Regions from separate parts of the Mus musculus genome. Here regions 1, 2, 3 and 4 are each linked to region 5. Evidence: chromatin contacts called from public Hi-C and HiCAR-type data. All regions are on one chromosome and are shown on one strand. Each heading gives the region's core, a stretch centred on a gene start, on an enhancer-like site or on the middle of the called end of the contact. The rest is flanking DNA. Distances are from core to core; before and after follow the strand shown. Region 1 overlaps Bnc2 (basonuclin 2). Region 2 overlaps Gm33597 (a long non-coding RNA gene). Region 3 has its middle 3.6 kb from the start of Gm33597. Region 4 has its middle 28 kb from the start of Gm33597. Region 5 holds the start of Bnc2 (basonuclin 2).

Evidence for each region. A called contact is a pair of places that touch in the nucleus more often than the background predicts. HiCAR-type assays count read pairs that join an accessible place to other places.
Region 1: a contact with region 5 is called in a Hi-C map of uterus, with 7 times the contacts expected there. The contact joins the enhancer-like site here to the promoter of Bnc2 in region 5. A contact is called at or near these places in 9 of 39 promoter capture datasets (the 3T3-L1 cell line, cranial neural crest, embryonic stem cells and 4 more), 8 of 484 Hi-C or Micro-C datasets (the 3T3-L1 cell line, uterus and ventricular fibroblasts), 4 of 115 datasets of contacts at active chromatin or transcription factors (embryonic stem cells, fibro-adipogenic progenitors and stem cell-derived neural progenitor cells) and 1 of 9 other capture datasets (adipose tissue).
Region 2: a Hi-C map of muscle stem cells shows a contact between it and region 5, with 4 times the contacts expected there. The contact joins the enhancer-like site here to the promoter of Bnc2 in region 5. A contact is called at or near these places in 12 of 39 promoter capture datasets (the 3T3-L1 cell line, 3T3-L1-derived adipocytes, cranial neural crest and 5 more), 5 of 484 Hi-C or Micro-C datasets (adipose-derived mesenchymal stem cells, embryonic fibroblasts, muscle stem cells and 2 more), 1 of 115 datasets of contacts at active chromatin or transcription factors (fibro-adipogenic progenitors) and 2 of 9 other capture datasets (adipose tissue and embryonic stem cells).
Region 3: a HiCAR-type map of embryonic stem cells shows a contact between it and region 5, with 5 times the contacts expected there. The contact joins the enhancer-like site here to the promoter of Bnc2 in region 5. A contact is called at or near these places in 8 of 39 promoter capture datasets (the 3T3-L1 cell line, 3T3-L1-derived adipocytes, cranial neural crest and 3 more), 11 of 484 Hi-C or Micro-C datasets (all in embryonic stem cells), 9 of 115 datasets of contacts at active chromatin or transcription factors (all in embryonic stem cells) and 2 of 9 other capture datasets (adipose tissue and embryonic stem cells).
Region 4: a contact with region 5 is called in a Hi-C map of uterus, with 2.8 times the contacts expected there. The contact joins the enhancer-like site here to the promoter of Bnc2 in region 5. A contact is called at or near these places in 5 of 39 promoter capture datasets (the 3T3-L1 cell line, embryonic stem cells, hippocampal neurons and 2 more), 1 of 15 datasets of contacts at CTCF or cohesin (the NIH/3T3 cell line), 2 of 484 Hi-C or Micro-C datasets (embryonic stem cells and uterus), 2 of 115 datasets of contacts at active chromatin or transcription factors (both in embryonic stem cells) and 2 of 9 other capture datasets (adipose tissue and embryonic stem cells).

The regions. Positions count from the first base shown.
Region 1 is chr4:84,350,418-84,354,589 of GRCm38.p6, reverse strand. The region is part of intron 5 of Bnc2 (basonuclin 2); the gene reads left to right. Among named protein-coding and RNA genes, the nearest start is that of Gm33597, 130 kb to the right of the region's middle. Within about 2 kb of position 1,754, at least 6 of the 459 cell types and tissues checked have an H3K27ac peak or open chromatin away from gene starts, as enhancers often do. A contact at or near this core is called in uterus, where this site is marked.
Region 2 is chr4:84,199,575-84,204,145 of GRCm38.p6, reverse strand. All of the region lies in intron 5 of Gm33597 (a long non-coding RNA gene), which reads left to right. Among named protein-coding and RNA genes, the nearest start is that of Gm33597, 19 kb to the left of the region's middle. Within about 2 kb of position 1,720, at least 72 of the 459 cell types and tissues checked have an H3K27ac peak or open chromatin away from gene starts, as enhancers often do. A contact at or near this core is called in adipose-derived mesenchymal stem cells, embryonic fibroblasts, fibro-adipogenic progenitors and 3 more, where this site is marked.
Region 3 is chr4:84,222,247-84,226,320 of GRCm38.p6, reverse strand. No RefSeq gene overlaps it. Among named protein-coding and RNA genes, the nearest start is that of Gm33597, 3.6 kb to the right of the region's middle. Within about 2 kb of position 1,575, at least 5 of the 459 cell types and tissues checked have an H3K27ac peak or open chromatin away from gene starts, as enhancers often do. A contact at or near this core is called in embryonic stem cells, where this site is marked.
Region 4 is chr4:84,246,286-84,250,920 of GRCm38.p6, reverse strand. No RefSeq gene overlaps it. Among named protein-coding and RNA genes, the nearest start is that of Gm33597, 28 kb to the right of the region's middle. Within about 2 kb of position 3,065, at least 7 of the 459 cell types and tissues checked have an H3K27ac peak or open chromatin away from gene starts, as enhancers often do. A contact at or near this core is called in uterus, where this site is marked.
Region 5 is chr4:84,673,520-84,677,849 of GRCm38.p6, reverse strand. It overlaps Bnc2 (basonuclin 2), which reads left to right and starts at 2,447. Exons shown (of 7, transcript NM_001369083.1): 1 at 2,447-2,875. The coding sequence starts at 2,873.

The DNA of each region.
Region 1 (4,172 bases), core at 505-3,004, 320 kb after region 5:
TGAATACACTGTGTCAGCATCATCCCACTTTACAAGTTAGGAAACTGAGGCAAAAAAAAAAAGATCTTCTTAGTTTTATTACACACATTGTTGGCTTAAAATTATTCATGATGCTTTACTGATCATGCGGACCACTTTAAAACCTTCCTGGCATGTATGGAACAACTCTTAATGAAAGAAAGTCATGAATTGGGAAAAGAGCACGGAAGGCTCTATTGGAGGGTTTAGAGGGAGGGAAGGGAACAGGAAATGATGTATAATTATAACCTCAAAACATTTAAGAAAAAAAATGTTTTTTAAGCTGTACAGTTTCTTTTACCAAACATTGAAGTGTCAGAGTTTTAAACTGCTTAGTTCTGTTTGAGAGCATAAAGGTTATTTCAATAATCTGGTGTTCAAATACCTTGGTAGAATTTCATTTTCTTCAAGGAAGGAGGAAATGTGGCTATGGAGGGGGAATCTGAGTGTCAAATCTTCTTCATGAGAAGGTGCCCATTCTTGTGCACATCACTAGATGGGTGTAAACAGAAGCGGGAGTAGGTCCCACATTAGTCTCTGCTTCTATTAGCATCAGTATCCTAAATATCCAGTGTGAGTTTTGTGGCGAGTACTTTTGGTGGAATTTGAATTGAACTCTGTAATGTGTGATTGGCTGTGTGATGTGGACACAGGAACATACAAGCTTTGTGGTGGAAAGCTTGTGCTGATGGCAGTGAGGTGGCATTGGAGGATACTGTCAGTCAGAGGTGGCATTTTTTGGGTGCTATGGGTTCAGATACCTCTTGCTTACCTTAGCAGGAGAAGGACTTGCGTTTCCTGCTGATGGGGTTTGGTTGAAAGCAAATCTAGCACCTTCCATTAGCATTTTTGAAAATGCTTTTTTGTTAAGTGAAGGGACTGATACTTCCTAGTGTTGTCTTCGTTGGTCTTTTTTTGTTTGTTTGTTTGTTTGTAGTTTTGGGTTTTATTGTTTGGTTGGCTGGTTGGTTAAGTTTTGGTGACAGATGGGTAGGTCTTACATTGGATCATCTGGAAGAAAGTATGATAATATTAGGCTCATGAAGAAATATAGCCATTCTCCCAAATTAAAGAAAGGCAAAGCACAGCTTGAGTGGGTAAGTGAGGTTTGCAGCTCTGTCACATGAGCATCGAATGTGACCGATGGCAGTAAGTCACCCAGGATTATATCCATTACTCAGTCAAACAATCTGATAACATTTGTAGAGCAGTTTGTTTACCTGGAAATTACCCTTGCACATTCTCCAGTCTGCAGTGCAATTTCTGACCTAGGATAAAAAGAAATTAATCCAGTTATAGTCCTTGTATTTAGAGATCTGGTGCAAACATCTCATTCTGAGCTCTACAGGTACAGTGTTATCCTGGTTTAGCGGCTGATACACTAAATGTTAGCATTAGTACAAGAAGAAAGGAGCATCAAAGGATGTTAGGGCCCCCTAGACTTCTTGCCTTTTATCACCTAGCTTTAATTTTCTAATGGTGGGCTAAATGGACCTCCTTGCTCTCATCTTCAAAAGGAAATTCTCCTTCTTGGTAGCAGCACCTCTAGGCAAAGGACCAAAAGGACAGAAAAGGAACCAGGATGAAGGCCTAGAAGGAGGCCCCTCTACCCAGTAAGGAAGTTGCATGTTTTTCTTATGTAAAGATGATTGATGATCTGTGGAAAATAAGAGTGGGCATTAAGGCAGCTTTCCTTACGACAGCTTGAGTGAGTGTGTGGCCAGAGCTTTCTTGATTAACAAAGGTCTTCCTGACCTTGGCAGTGACTCATAGCCTTGCAGGGATGAACAGTTCCTGAACAGTTCCTCCGGCATCAGAAGCACAAACAGGTCTTTTCAGCCATTTGTTAGAGAACAGTGGAGAAAGTGGTCTAAACTTCTTAGGACCTGAAAACAGAAGAGAGTATTGGAATCATCTCCATGCATGCTCAGTGTAGTTTCAGACTCTGAAATACAGGGCTGACCAGTTTAGGGGAGAAGCTTAAAACTAGGTCACCTGTTTATCAGAAATACATAAAATGGTTTTCCATATTTCTGAGGTTGAAGGTAGATGATGTTTTACTGAGTTTTACAACATCTTTTGTAAAATACCAAATACTGTTGCTTTCTCGGGCTAGATAACAGCATTTCTACTTTCTTGGCTAGAAATTTGACAGTACTTAGAGCCCCAGAGATGTTGACAGCCTATAGAGTGAATGTTTACCTAGACTGGTGACTTTGACTTATTCTCACTTAAAATTAAAGATCAAACTCATTTTCTATAACTAGGGGATGTACATCCCAGCAGCACACAAAGGTTCTGCTGGTCTTATTTTCTTTATAATTATTGAAGGGAGGGAAGGAAGGACGGAGAGGGAGAGAGAGAGAGAAACCTTTCATGGTTTACCTCAGATTTCCAGGTCTTTACTCTCTCAGCCTGGCCTGAGTCTACTATGTAAAAAGTAAGTAAATGAATAAAAACAAAAACGTTAGGAAACATTATAAGGTGGTATGCATTTGACATATGTCTGGTATCAGTGTTATTGAAACCTTTTGTAGAGCTCTGTGTGTATACACATGTGCAGTATGGTGTACTTGCTACTTAACATTAGAGACAGTGTTAAGACCCATGCCTTTGTGTTCTGAAGACCAGTTTCCCTGGGGAAAGTGGATGCGGTATATTTGCACAGCAATGAGTAGAAATACAGGTTACAACTTTAGGTGTAATGCTAAAGTTGACTTTAGTATTGAGGTGATATGTAAGAGAAGATACCCAGGCTAAGTATCTTCCTTTGTGAGATTTAGGCTGGAAGTAGAGATGGGCAGTGATGAATACAGATCAAGTAGACATTTGAGATACAGTTTAAATTTGCTGAACATCCAGAGCAGAAGTTGAAGAAAAGTATACAGTGCGGATAGCTAGCTCAGTATTCAGTGTTTGAACATGCACTTGGGCATAATGAACCAATAAATACTGAGAGTAGCACAGAATGATAGAATGATAAATTTGTGACTGGAATATTTTATGTATCAAGAAATGAGAGGGATTTCCTTCCTCTATCCAGGCGTCAGAGAACAAAACAGAGTGGGTGGTGTTCGGAATGTCTTACAGTGAAAAATTAACAAAAAATAAGCTTTGTTCCAAATGTTCATGACAAGAGGTAGACAGACCTGTGCTTCTTTGTGGTTTTGTACAGGTGACATGCCCTTCATCCAAAATGATTAGGGCCACAATGTTTGCAATTTAATTTTTTTTTTTAAATTTTGGAATATTTGCATCTTTGCCTTTTCCACTTAAGCATCCCTAATTCAAAGATCTTAAATCTGATTTCTTTCCAGATCCCCAAATTAGCATCATCAAATAGTTTCAGACTCTAGATTTAACGAAGAGAGGCTCAGTCTATAATAATAAAAGACTGTTCAGCTTTGTTATAAAATTACTGCTTTGCTTTGCTGAGTTCTTAGTTTAGCCTCGGATAAGTATAAGATCCTCAGTTGTTTTTATGACTCCCGTCATTGTATAAGAACAGACCATTTCTATACCCACTCTTGTTTACTGTGAGCCTGCTATGAGGAATTCATTGACTAGCAGACAAGTGCCACTGCCTTCAAGTGGAGGTCTATGACCAACTGCACTGCTGGATAGACAGTGACAAGTACTTAGTAGAAAGCACTGCAGACATTAGGGAAGAGATGAGACTTTTCCTTTCCAGGAGATCTGGAAAGCTCTATTGAGAATTTTTTCTTGGATCTCCTCTAGCAGGAGTAGGTAAAATTTCAACTTGCCAGATGGCATGGGTGCAGAAAACCTGAAGACGTGTAACAAACAAGACAGTTTGCCTTCAGTGTAGCTTAGGAAGAGTCCTAGGAAAGAAGCTAGTTATAGCTTGGACTTTGCTTGATAAATGAAGATCGTCCTAAATGCCGTTTGAGGTCTCTCCAGAGCCTGTGGGTGGCCTGTCTATTCTCATGTTAGTATTTATGTGGCTTTTCTAAAAAGTTTGTGAAATTCAGCATAACTCTTTAACCTACACTTGACTGTTTTAAAGGTAAAAACTTTTCCTGCCATTTTCTTCCAAGTTTTAATGGGAAAAGTTTATGATCAATTTTTAAAAGATTTTGTGGACCAGAACCATGCCAGTTTCTTCCACTGGGTTTCCAAACTCCATTTCTTAC
Region 2 (4,571 bases), core at 471-2,970, 470 kb after region 5:
AGGACTGCTGTGTCTGGAAGGCATGGCACTCTTCACCATCTGCTTCCATCTTTGGAAGAGGACGTCAACCTGGGCAGGGGATGGAGGACATCTTTGTGTCCTGGGGCTGATTCTGAGGCAGTGCCTTCCTACACCAGCTCTCTTCAATGCCTTGAAAAACCAGGACAGGGAGGCAGAGACAAGAAATGAGTCAGCGGCTTGTGTCCTGTCCTTGCCTCTCCCCTCAACCCCAGGGAGTGAATACCTCAGTTCCCAAACTCTCTGAGTCAGGAAGGTCACCCTGAGGACATCTGCCTGTTTGTCTGAAGCATGCCAAGCAAGAAACAGCTGCTGAGAATAGCCCAGAAGGCATCACTTCCTGTCTGCTTAGGAGACCAGTCCAGGTGCACCCCAACCCTCCTTCCCAACTCCTGCTACACTGGGCAAGAGGCTTTAGAACACAGAAAGGCATTGGCCACCTGATTCCATTCCAGAGACCCAGACCAGGGTCCTGGAGAGGTCCTGCCAGCATCTTCTCCCAGGATGCTAAGCATCAGAATTACCAGAAAGGAGGCAGGGCATGGAACGTCTCAAACCTTGGAGGCACAGGGCACTGGCCCAGTATCCAAATCTGCTTGGACTGTGTCATTGACCTCAGGCAAACCTTTCCACCTTGTTACCCGTTAAGCCCCAGTTTCCTCCTTTCTAATGTGCCCCCACCTCCCTGGCAGAATAAATGTTTCTCTTCCAGGGAGCCGGGAGCATATGATACATAATTTAATCTGGGCACTTCAACTATACTATGGTTGGCTAATTATGTCTCTCTCTCCCTACAGGCCATCAATGTCTTAAGGCAGGAGGCACCTCTCAGTCTCCCCTGGTACCCCTTTTAGCCCTGAGCCTCCATCATCTTGTCTTAGTTGACTGAACACACTGGAGGATTCTACCAGAAACAGCCACATTTCTCACGTCTTAAGATGCCCACATTGCATATCTACCTGCTGCAATGCCTGTGAAGAGACAGTCCCTGCCCCCACGTAGGACCAGAGGACAGTAATTGGAAATGTCCTCTGTGCCACAGATCTCTGTCCCACCCCTCCCACCTACTGCTGCTGAATCATTTTCTATCAATGGCCTAGTAGTGTCCCATTGACCGATGAACCCTGTAGGGCCCAGAATGCATAGCGTCTCTCATGAGCGATCGGGAGGATTTTGTCTGGACTGAAGAGGTGTGCTCGGCAGAGCCGTTCTGAGGGAAGCTTGTGAGGAGTGAGGAGAAGGCAAGGAAATGGCTAGAAGCAGCACTCGCTTCCCAAGATGCTGTGAGAACTGAGGCACGTCATGGGAGCCCTCAGAATTTGTGTCGATCTCCTGTCGAGGCTGACTTGCGATGGCATTCCTTGGCACCGTGGCCTTGAACTGTGAGTGGACAAGGGAAGCTTTGAGGACTATGTGAAGTTGAATTTGAGCATCCCAATGTGACTGTACTTCCTGATAGAATCTTTACAGAGATGATGTTAAATGAGGTGGCAAGGCTGAGGTCTTTAATACTGAGGATTTCTCAGTACATGTGCACAGAGGAAAGGCATCACGAGGGCCCAGGGAGCAGGCAGCCACCTGCAAGTCAGGCTTGGTCACCAGACACAGACCCTATTGCCACCTTGGTCAGACATATAGCTCCAGACTGTGAGAAAACAAACATCTGCTGTTTCAGCTGCCAGGCTGTGGCTGCCTGCTGTGACAACCAAGCTGACTAATAGCATCGGGCCTCTTTGTGAGCACTGCCTGTCATACCCCTGCCCCAGGGGAGGGGCAGAAGTCACAATGCATGGGAAGAGGAGCAGGCTCTATTGAAATGGGGGTTTGTTTATAAGATGTAAAGTGAAGTGAGTGAAGAAGGTACCACTAGCTCTCTCCACAGGCCAGACACAGTGAGAATTTTAACTCCTACTTAGGAATTTTGTAGCATAGTAAGAAAGAGACCCAGTCATGGGAACAATAATCAGATGACTCAATGTTCAGTAGGATGGCCTTGGAGACCAACACGTAGTAGGGCGTACTAGTTTCCAGTACTGGGAGTTCCTGGGAGCCATGAATCAATCTCTCTTTCTCTCTCTCCCCCCTCTCTCTCGTGTGTGTGTGTGTGTGTGTGTGTGTGTGTGTGTGTGTGGTGTGCACTCAGCTCTTGAAGCCAAAATAAGGGCTAGAAGGAATTGACCAGGCTGTAGGCTGCCATGAGCATCCCAAGCCTCTATCTACATCCCCAGAGCAGGACCACTTAGAAGCTGAGGTAGAGACCAAGCCCAGGCGTGCTGCAATGACTCTGTTGGACCCTTGTACCTACTTGCACTCAGGTAGACAGTCTGGGGTGTTTATAGCCTCAAATGTTATGGGGACGTTGCCCTTCATGCAGGTCGCCTGCCTTCCTCCTCTGTACTTGGTCTTCAGCACTGTGTGCCTACCATCCCTCAAACCCTTACTCTTGCTTCATTTTATTTTTATTTTATTTTATTTTATTTTATTTTTAACAAGTGGAGCCAAACTTCTGGTGCTGAGTAGAACTTCCCATGTGAACTGTGGCTCCTTAAATGTGTTTCTCTCCCCTGATAATGTTGGGGGTGTGTGCATTACTAGGTCAGGGACATCAGAAGAAACATTCTGTGGCTTTTCCAGAGACTGGTCTCATCGCTGTTGATCACTTTATGGGTTAGGATTCACCATCTCAACTATGGGCAATATGAACAGTTCCTAACAACCACTTTCTTGTCACAGTGTTAAAATGTGTTTTAAAAACAATCCCAGTTCAGTCTAACAGCAAAGCTTCACACTGCCCCAGTGCTCCAGATGAGCTCTAAGCAGTCGAGGGGGCTGTCGGGAACTTCTTTCTTATTCCCCTTCCCCCTCCTTTGCTACTGCCTGCAGTCCTGGCTTCTTGGAGTGGGGGGAGGGGGGAACGAATGCACATTCTTTCTATGTGATTGGTTGTAGTGTGTCCATGGGAGCCATAGGTGCCCAGGTGGATCCCTCAGGGTCCCCTGCTGTGTCTTTCCTTGGCCTGAGAGACACAGCTCCATTGACATGCTCTAACCTGTCCTAGTCTCTGGGCCACCTCCATCTATTTTGTTGGAGTCACCTTGCCTCTGGCAGGGAGTCCTCTTAGCTGGAGACCTTGTCAAAACCAGATCCAGCTTACAGAAGCTTTGCCTGGCCCATGGGAATCACCTGCTTCCTCTCTTCACGCCGGCTTCTGTCCTGGGCTCACTCAGCTTCCTTGCACTAAGACTACGATCTCTGTAGGACTCATCAGAGCTGAATTCAGCTTCTTCCTATGGGAACCCCCCACATCTGTCGGGAACTGGGGAGCCCCTCTCTCTGCTGCAGAGAAGTCGTGGAGGGTCGCTGGGTGTTTTTCCTCTCAGGGATCATTCCCACAAGTCTATCAGCAGTCCTCTATGCTGAGAGGAGAAAGGGCGGCCTAGGAGAGCACTGTTCTTCAGCTCGCTGCCTCAGGAGTGTGCAGAGGATGTAGCCTCTCGGGCATTTGTAAGTGGCTATCTAAAGGTTGTGTTTTGTTTTTACCACAGCCTTAAACACTCACAAAGTGTGTACTTTCTGGTATGTTGAACCTTTGGTTTAGAAGTTTTTGTTTTTGTTTGTTTGTTTGTTTGTTTGTTTTATCAAAATCCTCTTGTAAAAGTTTTTTTTTTTTTTAAAGAAGGCCTCAAAATGATGATGATGACGATGCTAACCTGCTAAACTGAGACTTCTATTTAAAAAAATGAAATTTGGGCTTTCTCTTTTCATTTTGATTATCCATACTTGTGATGTCCTGGAGACATCTGCATTTTGACCTGAAGATAAGCAGGTGGGCAGACAGGCTGATGGACAGGTGGGAAGGTGGGAGGTAGGCAGACAAGGAGGTGGGCAGGTAGGGGTTGGGCAGGAGGGCAGGCAGAGAGGGTGGGCAGGAGGGCAGGTGGGGAGATGGGCAGGTGGGAGGAACAGGGGTTTGCAAGGGTGGACCACTTATCTTAAAGAGTCCTTCCTTCTACTCCTGCCAGACTCTTTCTGGGAATCCCACGGCTGGTGCCGTCAGGATTTTACAACCCAGGGAAATGGAAAAGTCAGAATCAAGATGGTCAGAACCTTCATTTTGTGGGAAACTATAAACCACTAGTATTTGCCTGGACCGACTGCCTTTAGGAAAGGCTGTTTAAAGGAGAGTGGCCAGAAAACAGAGTTCTTGAAGTGATATACCGGCAGCAGTTCTGGGAAAGTGTGTGTGCCCGGGGTGCCCCACTGGAAGCCTGCTGGCCTGAGAGTGGCTGCACCTTCTCGGATCCCTCGGCAGGTGCTGCACAGGTGGCCTGACAGCACGAGGTAGGATGTGATGCTTTAGCACTCTCAGGCTCAGAACAGAGCTCTCTTTTGAGGGGAAATGACAGGAAAGTCCCCTCTGACCATCTTGCTTGGCTCACAAGGGTCTGAGTAAAGCCTGTGGCCCACAACCCCACATGGGAGAGTCACCCGTCAGAGTCCCTGCTACCATTGTCCCTGCTCCTGCCCCTCCCTGTGTGGGAAGGGGTGTGATG
Region 3 (4,074 bases), core at 326-2,825, 450 kb after region 5:
AATGAGGGGGTGGGCTGTAGTGGAGACCTCAAGCTGGGAAGTGAGGATGGTAAGCTATTGAGCTCCTTGGGAGTGCTAAGAGTACAGCCCAGTTGGGACCCTGTCCAAGAGGAGGGCCTTGCTAGAGTGATGTGGAGGATGCACCTCCGTGCCTATGCGGCCAGGCTGAAGATGTCTGACAGAGAGCCACATACAGATATTGGCAGTATCAGCTAAATAGGCTATTCGGATTCATGTTATAGGTGGAATATTTAGATCTTTCTCAAGTTCACATGCTAAATTTTAACCCACGATGGAATAGTATTAAGATACAGGGCTTTTAGAAGCTGATTGGGCCTCATGAATGGGATTGATGCTTATATAAAAGGGCTGCTGCTGGGCTCTCTCTCAACTTCTGAGTGAAAACCCAGGAAGAGGACACCCAGGGAGGCGGGAAGCAGGGTTACAGAGTTTGTTTAGCACTGTGCTGGGGAAGGAGAAGCTTTAGTGTTAGGATGAGCTCAACCTGTCTTTTCTTAATTTCTGAAAGAGGCTGGTGATGCTCTTGGCTCAACCTGAGTCACCCTCCCAGGAGCGAGGTGTGTACAAAGTGGGAAAACAGGAAGGCTGCCACTGCAGCATCTTCTGATCTATCAACATTAGCCCACTTCCCCTCGTAGCCATTTTTAGTGGTAACTTGTTATATTCTTATCTTGTGTGTGTGTGTGTGTGTGTGTGTGTGTGTGTGTGTGTGTGCGCGCGCGCACGCGCTCGCGTGGGATGGTGGTGGTGGTGGTGGGTGGTAAAAGTTACCCAGTTTGCCGAGAGTGTCACATGCAGTAAAGGGAGAGCAGGAGTTCAGTTCTGTGACAACAGAGAGAAGAGTTAAGCTTTCTTGGGAGGTTGCTCCTTCCCAACCTTTTGCATCTTAGTATTGTCCCTATCTGCAGCATACACCAACCCTATCAGGTTACATGTCCCTGTCTATGACCTTAGAAGATTTCATTTTCCAAAAGAAACGCACCATAGTCCCATAAGCCTTATCACACTAGCAGAGGAGAGAAGGGAAGTTATACTTCTCAGTAGCCCTTCTTGGTTTCTTCTGAACCACCAGTCACCTGGGCCCATTGTAGGTAAGAAGATGCCCTGGAAGAATCCAAAAAGGGAGATCAAATAATTGATTCCTGATAGAGTGCCAAGCTTCAAAAAGCACATCTACCCTTGACAGTTCTCTTAAGATCTCAGCAGAGCAAAATTATTTGGCATCAGGAAATACCAATGACCCCAAGGACCTAAATAAAGTAGCAAGCACTTCTTTGTCTGTTTCCTTTCTTTCTCTCTATCAGATGCCATTGAGTGGGATGGGAGAGAGTCCCCCATGATTGCCTCAGGGAGGGAGTGTGGCGTTTATAACTTTCTTTCTTCAAGATTAGTAGATTGCACAGGAAGGGGAAAGAGAGAGAAGGCAGAGCCGGTGTCTAACTGTGAACAGAAAGGAGCTAGGGTTCCCAACACCCTTGGCTTGGGTGTGGGCCCTACTTACTTTTGACCACGGGTGTGTCTGATGTTCTGGGAATTCACATTATTTCAAACAAAAGCTTAAAGCCACACACTGAGAGGGTGGTCTCTGGAGGTTTAAGAAGAGCTGCTCAATTGCCCTGAGCTGCTCCCAGGAAAGCTGCTTCCTGGTTTCATTTGCTCTTCACAGAGCATTTTCACCCGCGACCTTTCATTAGACCCACACAACAACCACCCTGCCTCATACATGGAAAAGATCATTTCTCGGAGTTCTCAGAGCCTTGCTGCTGCCATTAAAATACTTGCCTGGGGTCAAATAGCTAGAGGTGAAGGCACCTACTGGAAATCTGACTCCGTTCTGCTCCACACCCGGTTTCTCCAGTAGGGTGGCCAGCTTTGGACCACTTCCAAGGTCACCCCTAGTTCTTCATCACAACTGGTGCTGGGACTGTAACCCCATTTCCTCTGAATGAGGAGTCTAATCAGTGGGAAAGCAGAATGAAGTTTGTTTTTTCTTTATATGCCTTCCTTACTTTCTTCTCCCATTGTAGTAGACCTAAGACTTTGACACAGCCATGCTCTACCCAGGGATGTAGTATCAGGAAGTATTCAAAAGTGATACCACTTAGGAAGAACATTATTTAGGGTGTTGATCTAGAGATAGGTGCCTGCCATATCGTTCTGAAAGGGGCACATTGAAATGAGCCTGAAGGCATCCTTTAGAGTAAGAATATATTCAATCAGTGCAATAGTTTCGAGATTTTAACTCACATAATGGAGTGGCATTAAACGGCATAGAAAGATGGTCACAATCCATTGTTAAATAAGCAAAATAGTTCATTAAAAGGTATGTGAAGATTTCCTCATGTTACAACCTTAAAAAATATTTTCGCAGATATGTCAACAAATTCCCAGATAGTTACATACCAAAACAGCAATGCTAGCTATCTCCAGCTGGGATGATTCTGGTTGATTTTCATTTCCCTCATGGATTATCTATATTCCAAAACAGCCCACATTTAATGAGAATTGTTTGGTTTGGTTTGGTCTGGTTTGTTCTTGTTCTTGGTGGTGTTTTGTTTGTTTGCTTGTTTGTTTGTTTTGTTTTCTCCCCGAGACAGGGTTCCTCTGTGCAGCCTTGGCTGTCCTGGAACTCAGGCTGTAGACCAGGCTGCCATCAAACTCAGAGGTTGACCTGCCTCTGCCTCCTGAGTGCTGGGATTAAAGACATGCACCGCTACTGCACAGTGGAAATTGATTTTGTAGTGTGAAAAAAGTTCTATAGGATTGGTAGCAAATGATTGGTTGTGCATTCTGACCACTCATATTCATTTGCTTTTATGTCTGTGTTAAATGCCAGGCACTACAAGTGTCGGCCTTGTGTTCATCTCGGCGTATGATTCTCCAGCCACTGTCCATTTCCGGGACTCATGGGGTTGTTCCTTTAGAAGCAAACTAGTATTTGTCAAATATTTATTTAGCAAGATATTCTTCTTAACCGCTCTATTCATTCAAAGTCATTATATAAGGGAGACATTATAATTCCTGTCTTAAAGATGGGAGAATGAGGTGGAAGAGGTTAATTGACTAGGTCACGGTTTTGCATACGTGGGGGTGGGGTGAAGGTTTGCTCACAGCTATGCCCCAATCTACCAGTTCTACTCCAAGCCCTTGGTTGCTTTCCCTGTGACCTTGGTGCCTTCTGCTTAACAAGGACTAATCTCTCGGCCTTGATTGGCTTCTGATAGATGCTCACCACAGTTGGAATTTAAGTGTGGCATCTGCAGCATTTGAGCAGGTGGCTGAATTGTCAGGAGCAGAACTGATGGTGTGATTTTCTGTGTTCTAGTCACTACCGAAAACCAAGCCAAAAAATACAGTGGCCTCATGGAACCTGCTTACATACAACGCTTTTCTCCAGTCTCCCACCTGTGCCGTGTCCGGATCCGGTACTGCTAAGACTAATGGTCTTGATTCCTTAGGATCCCGCTGGAGGAGAGCAGAGACGTCATGCTGAAAAGGGAATTTTCAAGTTGGCATTTAAGATTTCGAAACCTAAAAGGGAAGCATGAAAGAAACAAAACCCAAAATCCAAATAAAAAAAAAATCCACTTGTGAGCAGAGCTCTGGGGATCAAATATTCTCTTTGTATTCTTCAGAGGAAGGCTTCTGCAGCCAGGCAGGGCTGAAGTTTTTGGTTGGCCATGCAGAAAATGCTCCTGGGCAACTCCCTTGAAAAACTAAATCAACATCATTTGAATTTGTGTCCCCTGCTTCCTGGTTCACAATGGAGGGCAAGGTGCACAGCTGAGAAGGAGTGTATTTCTCTCACAAGTTAACTTAACATGCAGTGTGCCGGGGGTGGGGGGTGGGGGGTGTCTGTGCTCACTCAATACTACAGCCCAGAGCTTTATAGAATTCTATTGATCTTCACTAAAGCTGTTTAATTTTTTTAGCTTTAATTTTCTTTCCTTATTTGCTCATTAAGTTGAGGTGAGGGGGGGGGGGGAGACTGATAGCAGGCGGGTTTGAGGGAACTGCAGAGCCCAGTATGGGACTAAGCCACTGGCTGAGCTC
Region 4 (4,635 bases), core at 1,816-4,315, 430 kb after region 5:
GATCTCGTCTCCATCCATCAAGATTGATCGCCAAAGTCCCCGACTAAAACTCCCCTGGGCACTGCTTTGGGTTTCTCATCCCTGGAACCAGTGTTTCTCTCGTGGTTCTTTAGGGATCTCCTTGGTCTGATTCTCCATGTCATTTCACCCATAGAAATTTCAACCCAACCCACGCGTTCAGTTCTTGCTTTTACAGAGCTGATCCCACACTGACACCAGAGCATCAGCCACTCTCTGTGGGCTCCGGGTACCCAGTGGCAACATAGCTCCCACATATGAATGCCCTGGTATTTTAGGCTTACTCCGTGTAAATCCGGATTTATCCCCTTCCTCCCTTGTTCTGCTTCTTTGCCCTGAATTTTGTGAACCCCAAAGGGTCAAAAGCATCATCTCTTTCTCCAACCCCTATCAGAAACAGTGCTCACTTCTGTTAACTTCCCTTGATTTCTTGTTCTGTCTTGTTTTATTGTCACTTACACACACACACACACACACACACACACACACACACACACACACTGCTCTATCAGTGTGACCATCCCAGAGCATCAGGATGTCTCTTAAGGAATAACATTTTCCTTCTTAGATCCATCCACGGTACTTCACAATTTTCTGAATTAACCTATAGGGAATTATCTACTAACAAGATCTTTTTACCCTAATGTATGAGTCTAAGAAAAAGAAAGACTTTCCCAAAGTCTGTGTAGAGAGACTGGGCATCCTCAAGAGTCTCTAGAATGTAGAGATCAGAGCATCTCTGGGGTCTGAGCTTTGTCACCCAAGTTAAAGTGACTGCCTCTTTCATCAGGAGACACTGTCCATGGAACCTTTTCCCATGGCCTTCGGGCCTCCCATGTGGCTTCATGAACCCTTCCTAACTGGTTTTCTAAGAAAGGCTGAAGGAACAGACACAGGGCAAACCTGGGAAGCCAAACAAAAATGGTTAAATGCATGCAGGGCTGCCATCAGGGCATGGTGACCACCCACAGAGCTCCCTGTATTCAATTTGACTATCTAGACTTCCCTGAACCCAGAAGCTATTCTCCTATAAACCTGAAAAATCAAATCATCATCATAACTTAACATTTGAAGAATCCCTTCTGGGGCAATGCTTTGCTGCTCTTAGCCATTCCCACTCTGCATGCTGGGCTTTGTCTAAAACCTAGAAGAAAGTAGCTTTTCTGCCAGGAGCATCGTATAGCTTTCTTTTCTTAGCTCTCATAACTGAGGACTTTGTGTTATTTAAATCCACCCCCCCCCATGTGTCCTCTGTGAGGTGAATGATCTTACTTAGCACCTCTCTGTGGATTTACTAACTAAAGTCATGAGCTCAGTGCTGCTGGTAGGGTTCAGATAACGGGTTTCTCTGTGTTCCCTAGCCAAACAATGTTAGTTCTTTTAATCAATGAAGTCTTATTCCTGATGTCTTCTTTTTCCATGTCTGATTTTTTTTATCCATTTGCTATTTATTAATGACATGCTTGGAATTGTTCTGGTCCCCAGCAGTACTGAACTGCATGACCAGCGCCCTGTGACTTCATGAGCACCTTGCTTGTAGCAGTGTTGGGTGATACCTTCCTCCAGCCATATCTGAATGACCCTCTCTCCAATGCCTGTTCCCAGCTGGCAGGACCACCTTTCAGTCTCTGTACTCTGCTCTTACCTCAATTTCTGGTGTCTTTATGCCAAGACTTGTAGCCTATGGCAGTATATGATCTGGGAGGAAATACCATGGGGGAAACACACTTAAGTGCTTAAAGATGCAAGAAGGCTTCTCAAAGTACCCTCATGGAGTCTGAAAAATCATCAACACTCAAGAAGTAATAAGGAGAAGAAATGTTCATCGTGAACTAAAACATTCCTCACCATCAATCAGAAAGCTATCATCAGATCAGTAGGCATGTAGACCAAATTACTGCACTGACCGGCTTGCTGTCTACATACAGCTTGTAGCCAGACTTGAGTCATTTTACATGAATTAGTTTAAACCAAATTCCAAGGATCCATGAGCACTCTGGTGCTACTGTATCTTCTTTTTTTTTCCATTTTTTATTAGGTATTTAGCTCATTTACATTTCCAATGCTATACCAAAAGTCCCCCATACCCACCCACCCCCACTCCCCTACCCACCCACTCCCCCTTTTTGGCCCTGGCATTCCCCTGTACTGGGGCATATAAAGTTTGCGTGTCCAATGGGCCTCTCTTTCCAGTGATGGCCGACTAGGCCATCTTTTGATACATATGCAGCTAGAGTCAAGAGCTCCGGGGTACTGGTTAGTTCATAATGTTGTTCCACCTATAGGGTTACAGATCCCTTTAGCTTCTTGGGTACTTTCTCTAGCTCCTTCATTGGGGGCCATGTGATCCATCCAATAGCCGACTGTGAGCATCCACTTCTATGTTTGCTAGGCCCAGGCATACTCTGACAAGAGACAGCTATATCAGGGTCCTTTCAGCATAATCTTGCTAGTGTATGCAATGGTGTCAGCATTTGGAAGCTGATTATGGGATGGATCCCCGGGTATGGCAGTCTCTACATGGTCCATCTTTTTATCTCAGCTCCAAACTTTGTCTCTGTACCTCCTTCCAAGGGTGTTTTGTTCCCACTTCTAAGGAGGGGCATAGTGTCCACACTTCAGTCTTCATTTTTCTTGAGTTTCATGTGTTTAGGAAATTGTATCTTATATCTTGGGTCCTTTCCCTATTAACGCTACTGTATCTTCTAATGCTATTTTCCGGTACTGACTAGATGCTCAGCAAGTTGTAGCAACTATCTCTCCAAATTACCTTTCTCTGTGATACCAAAAACCCCTGAAAGGCTGGCCACTTTTTCCGCCAGCTTTCGTGTTTGTCTCCTCAGCACAGAGCCTGATATAGACCCGGCTTTCAGTAAATGTTTGTTAAATGGACAAAGGAGTAAACAAAGGGACAGAAAGATATGAGGAGAGGGATTTGGGGCAGTTCATTCTGACACATCAGCTCTGGGTTCAGTACTCCCTACCCCATAATGCCATAGAGTCATGTCTGTGTGAGGCCAGCACCCCTCCCTCACTGTGCCACATGACAGGGGGCCTTCTCTGATCAGCCTGCTTTGGAAAACTGCTTGCACCTGGCCTAGAAGAACACAATTAAAAGATGCCGTAAAAATTGACAGATCCCCGTGCGAAGAGCTGAAAATACATTACAATTCCGATCGAACTATAAATAAAGCCCCTAAATTAAATAAATCTCACACAATTATGGATTAAAACATGTTTAGTGTTAATGGCCTTGCACATGGACCCTGACTCCTGAAATTGTTGCTGAGGCTGCATGGCTGGGGGATTGCATCATAATTAACACCAGGCCAGCCTTCAAGGAGCTGGCCTGGAGTTCAACTGTGAGCTTCAGGAAGAGAGGAGGAGGCCCCACTTGGGGCCACTGGCTATTTCTGGAAAGACTCTAACTTGGAGATGGCAGTTAGCTCCAAAGACCTGACTCTGGATACAGAGGCATCTGGGTCCTGCCTCCTTAGTACATTTTCTTCTACAAAGGTCCACATGGGCCATGCAAATGGCCCAACACCAGAGAGAATCATGGAAGAAATACTTGGATGTCCGGTTATTTGCTCATTTCTAACTCATTGCTTAGAAGTCCATATTTGGATACAAATAACCAACAATAATATTATATATTTAGATAGAGTTTCCCATAGAAATTCTCAAAACGAATTACTTGACCAAGGAAGTCAGTGCCATTTCAAACCACAGGCAAGGGGGTTCTAAAGTTCAGAATTCCTTACAAGAGGAAAACACGGAGTCAAGGAACTTTATTTCTATTATTATTATTATTATTATTATTATCATTAGAATCTAGCATAGAAAAGCAGCTCCAGTCCTGCACTGGAGCATGGCCCCCTTAGCATGGCCAGGCAGCTGAGAGCAGGGCTCTAGAACCTGGTGGATAGGGTTCCCGGCCGAGCTCTACTGCTTTCTAGGTGCAGATTCCTGTTTCTATGTGCGCATCCCTACGGTGATGAGAATACCACTTGACTGTCTTTAGCTATGCATTCAACGAAATACACAAAGTATTTATAAAATCAGTCAATCAAATGTCTCTGAAAAACATCAGTAGATGGTTTTCATCTGTATTTCCTGAATAACATGGTAGAATAACAAAATAACTGTGTGTGTAGCATTCCTGTGGTTTTTAGGGAGTAGGAGAAATAACCTAGAGATGCTGAAAGTGTAGAGTGAGGATGGATGGGCATAAGTTATTTGAAAAATCAACATTATATATAGATTCAATTTGAGGTTCTTTGGGGGTCCTGTAACTAGTCCCCTTTGGTATTTCTGTTGTCTTACCCAACTCCAAGAGATTCTGGAAGTCAGATCTCCTTAGCTCTGGAAGGGCTGATTAAGAAAGCTGAGCCCCATGGAGGACTGTCTTTCAACAACTAGAAGACACTATCAGATGCCCTGGGATTCTTAGCCAGAAATGGTTGAACCCTTGACTTATCTTCTTACAGTCCTGAGCTAGACTCTTAGAACCATGTTGGTCTCCGCAGATATTTTAGAATGCTCATCTTCTCTGGTCATTTTTTTTTTTTTGCTTAAAAAAACAATTGTCACTGGGTCTCCCTTAGGATAAAGTAT
Region 5 (4,330 bases), core at 1,198-3,697:
TTTAAGCAAAGAGAAGAGCCACCAAGGTCTAAGCCTAGAAAGCAGATGAGCAAATTAGAGCCAAAGAGAGTGGAGTCCAACAGAAGATTGAACAGCTGGATGGGGCACTGAGTCAGGTAGCTGCAAAGCATTAGGATATTGCAGGACACAGAGGACCCAAGGCTCTGGCCCTCCTCCTTCCTAATGCTTCAGCCCTCTAACACAGTGCCTGGTGGTGTGGTGACCCCCAACTACAAATTTATTTTTGTTGCTACTTCATACTTGTAATTTTGCTACCATTATGAATTGTAATGTAAATATCTGTGTTTTCTGGTAGTCCATAGGGTTCAAGACCCACAGGTTGAGGACCACTGACCTAAGTAAGATCTTGAGCCAGTTGTCAAAGTCACTGGAGACAAGACTATGGCTTCTGCCAATTCTGCCACCTTCTTAAAGGCTGCTCTTCAGTCCAGCCCAGACTCCATCTTTGTAATGACTGTTTAGAAAGGCAGGGGGACTTCGCTAGATACATCTGACCTCAGGTAGAGTGACTGCATGCTAACATCAAGAACAGTCAGTTCTGGAACCAATCAGAGGAATGTAAATTACAGGTTGCTTGATGTAGAAAAAAAAAGTAGCGTGGCACATGTAGGTGTGCAGCCAGAAACACACTGTGTGGATACAACTGTTTGGCAACTTGCTGGACTGTCACTTAAAAGCAGTTAAGTGTATGAATGGGTTTGTGTGGGTAATGACTCTGAAATTAGCTGCTAGCTTTTCCCAATCTTTTCGTGATGCAGGGAAACACACTGAAACTTGGCTTCTTTCTGGAAGCTGCTTGTGAGGCTCCTAGGACCTCAGAATGAACATTTGGTCACCATTATCTCTCGGGTAATCAGTTGCTACAGAATGACGTCATAGTTCTGCTTAGAGAACAAGAGAATATGCTCCACACCTTAATCAAATCATTTGACGATGAGCCTACTTTGATAACATGCATTTAAACATATTGGATAACGGTTAGATACCTAACCCGTAATTTGTCCCACAGCAACTGTCACTCATTAGAAAATTTAAGAGATAAACATGTGCCTAAAGTCTATAGTGTTTCCTGCATAGAATCGACAGATTCTGAAGTGACTACCAATCTGCTTTGCATGGGCCTAGGAGGAGTCAGGAATTTGAACCCAACTAGTACAAGGAACTGCAGGTGCTGGTGGCCCTAATGTTTAAAAAAAAAAGAAAAAAAAAAAAAGGCTGGATCCACGTGGATAAGCTAACTCACATTCTCAGGCCAGCTGTTGCTACTTGGGATCTAGTCAGCCATGGATCCTGAAAAAAAAATTAAGCTTAACCATTGTGAATATACATTAAACTTATGACGGTGTGTGTATGTGTGTGAGTGTGTCCTAAATTCCAAGTCTACATATTTTCGGAGGAATTTAATTCTGACCTCTGAATGAAATTATGAGGCTTCTCCCTCTGCTTGGGGAAAGAGAGAATGGAAGGAGGGACGAGTTACTCTTTTCAGGAAGAAACAGTAATCAAACCTGTTTTCAGCCAACCAAATCTTCCGCAGGATTCTCTGATTTCTTAGAGCTCAAGAGTGTGCTAGAAACCTGTGCTTTCCTCCCGAGACAGATAAGCAAAAAGTTTGCTCTAGCGATGATAAATCTGCACGAGGCGGAGACGGTTTTGGCACACGGTGTACATTAGAAAGATGAGGATGATTAAGTCTCCCCCCTCCCCCCCGAATCTTGCAGCCCGACTGTGTTTTGCTTCCATTTAAGAAGTGTCCTTCAACCGCTGGCGGCTGCGTGCCGAGCCTGCCGCCGGCAACCCGTGTCTTAAAGCAGGGCAACTCGGGTCGTCTGAGTGTCACCCCACACGTGTGACTGGTGTCCGTCGCGGGCGCCCGCTAGGGTGGCAGTCTCCTTCCTCTCCCCCGCCAGCTGCAGCTCCAGGCCCAGACCTAGAAGGGGAAGGAAGCCCTGGCCGCAAGCCGCCGTCTGGGCCGGCACCAAAGCCGCCGCTCCCAGAAACTTTTCGCCCCTAGCTGTGCGCAACTTTCTGCCCCGGGTCCCCGGGCGCGTCACGGTCCCCGGGCTTCCCCTGCCTTCACTCCGGCGCCGCCCAAGGCAGACCAGAGCCGGGCCGAGCAGACCGAGAGTGGGAGAAGCCCGGAGCGGAGGCGCTGCGCCGCAGTCGGAATAAAGTTCGCGCCCGGTGCTCGGCGGCGGCTCGCAGCCTTCCCTCTCCCCTCCCGGCTCCTCGCATTTTTCCCCCTTGTTGACAGCTGGGCGCTGGCCGCCACCTCCACTTCCACGCCCGCACCCCCCGGGGGGCGCCAAAGTTGTTTTTCCATCCACGGAAGAGGGGGTGTGTGTCTAGCGAGGTGGGGGTGGGGGAGGGCTAGACATCCTCCCCGAAGCCCCTAGAAAAGCTTGAGGACAACAACAAAACAGGCGGCGAACACCCTAGTCCGGACAGTTGCGCCGGGAGCAGAAACTTGTGCCGGCGCGGCCACCGGTCCCCCCCGCGCCGCCGCGCGCACCCCGCCTCGCCAGCAGCCCCCCTCCCGGACAGTCCGTTCCCTTTTTTTCTTTTCTCCCTCTGCCCGGGGAGGAGCGGGACAACTCGGAGCGCCGGCTCGAGGGAGCGAGCGCGACCCTGGGCGCGGGTGTAAATCAGTCACCTGAGCGCCGAGGGGCCGCGGCGAGGGCGCGCGCGGGCGGGTGGGGAGTGGCGCGGGCGGCGAGCGCGGCCCGGAGCGGCCGGGCGGGGGAGGGAGCAGGCCGAGCGGCGAGCTGAGGCGGCCGAGGGGCTGGTCCAGGCGCGGCCGCTAAGAGGAGACCAAGAGGCGGGGGCTGCACTTGACAACCAGCATGCCGAGATGGTAAGAAGTTTCCACCTCCTCTCCGCTTGCGTCTGCACTTGGTAGGGACAGACCCGGGCGGGACGCCCCGGGGCCGCGGCGGGCCGCGTTCTCCTCTAGCGCCGCGGCGTGAGGAGGCGGGCAGCCGGCGGCGCTCCCGAAATCCACCCCCCACTCCCCCAACTTGGCCCCAAGTTCTCGAGGCGGCTGCGGGAGGGCGAGCGGGCGGGCAGGCGGACGGGAGCGAGGGCTCCCCGCGCCTTAGGTGAGCGGCGGCCAGTCGGGGACTCTGGGGACCGGGGAGCCCTCGGGGAGGGCGCGGGACACGGGGACCCGGGATGCACGGGGCTGCCGGGACCCGCGGCAACTTTCCCAACTTGCCGGCCTGTTGAGAGCCCTGAGCGGCGGCTGGGCATGGGTGCCGGGGCGCGGCCCGCGGCCCGCGTGGGGACCGCAGCGATGCCCGCGCGGCTGCGGAGGACGCGGACGCGGCCAGTCAAATCCCGCTAGACAGACACGTGTGTGCTTTCCCGAAGTGCGGTTCTGAAGCAGCCGGCCCACTGCGCTTACACGCCGACTGGACGGTGGGATTTGAGACCTGAAAGGGGGGCAGAATTTAAAAACATATATATATATATACAGTAGTGGTGGAGCTCAGGACAAAACTAGACGGAATCTCCCGTGGGATGAGGCGAAGATTAAAACAAAACAAAACTTGTAAGTGCCAAGTGGTGGTGGAAAAGGGATGGCACAGCGCAGGGGGACTCCAGCCCAGTCCCTGGAAGGGACGGCTTCTCTGCAGCGAGGAAGCAGGCAATTAGTTCACCCAGTGATGAGCCTCACTGTCTGCTTTCGGGAAGTCATTTGTTAGAAATGGGGCTTGACCACTCTTTTTTTCTTGGAGTTCCCTACCACCCAGTGTCGCTGTTGTTAGCCCCACTTGGGGGCTCTGATACAAAGTGGGCCCTATGTACATGGGATGTATAAGAAACGGGGTGATAGCAGGTTGACATTTTTTTTTCCTCTTCCCTTCCCCCTGATGTGACATCTCTTGTTTCAGAGATCAAAGTCACAACTGGAATGTAGGAGATGGTACTGTCAAATGCAGACATACACACATACAAAATGCACCCAGGACTGCGGTTACAGTAATGCTGACAGAAATTAAAGAGGTTTTGAAAGCAGCGTGCGATTTATGATGCTTCCCATTTACCCTAGAGTCAAGCTGTTGTAAAACTGATGTACAAAAGACATCATAAAATAATCCTGTGTATCCAGGATTAAAGTGGCAGAAAGTGGCCTGTTTTATTAATTTTTATGTACTTCGTGAACATTTGTAGTTGTTGGATCCTGTGTTAATGGAGGGATCAAAACAAAGTATGAAATATATCTCCTTAGAGCTGGAGAGTTTCTTGTAACGGCATTTTACAGAACATTATTAAAGCCAGTTGCACGCCTTTTCTTCCCCTGGCTAGT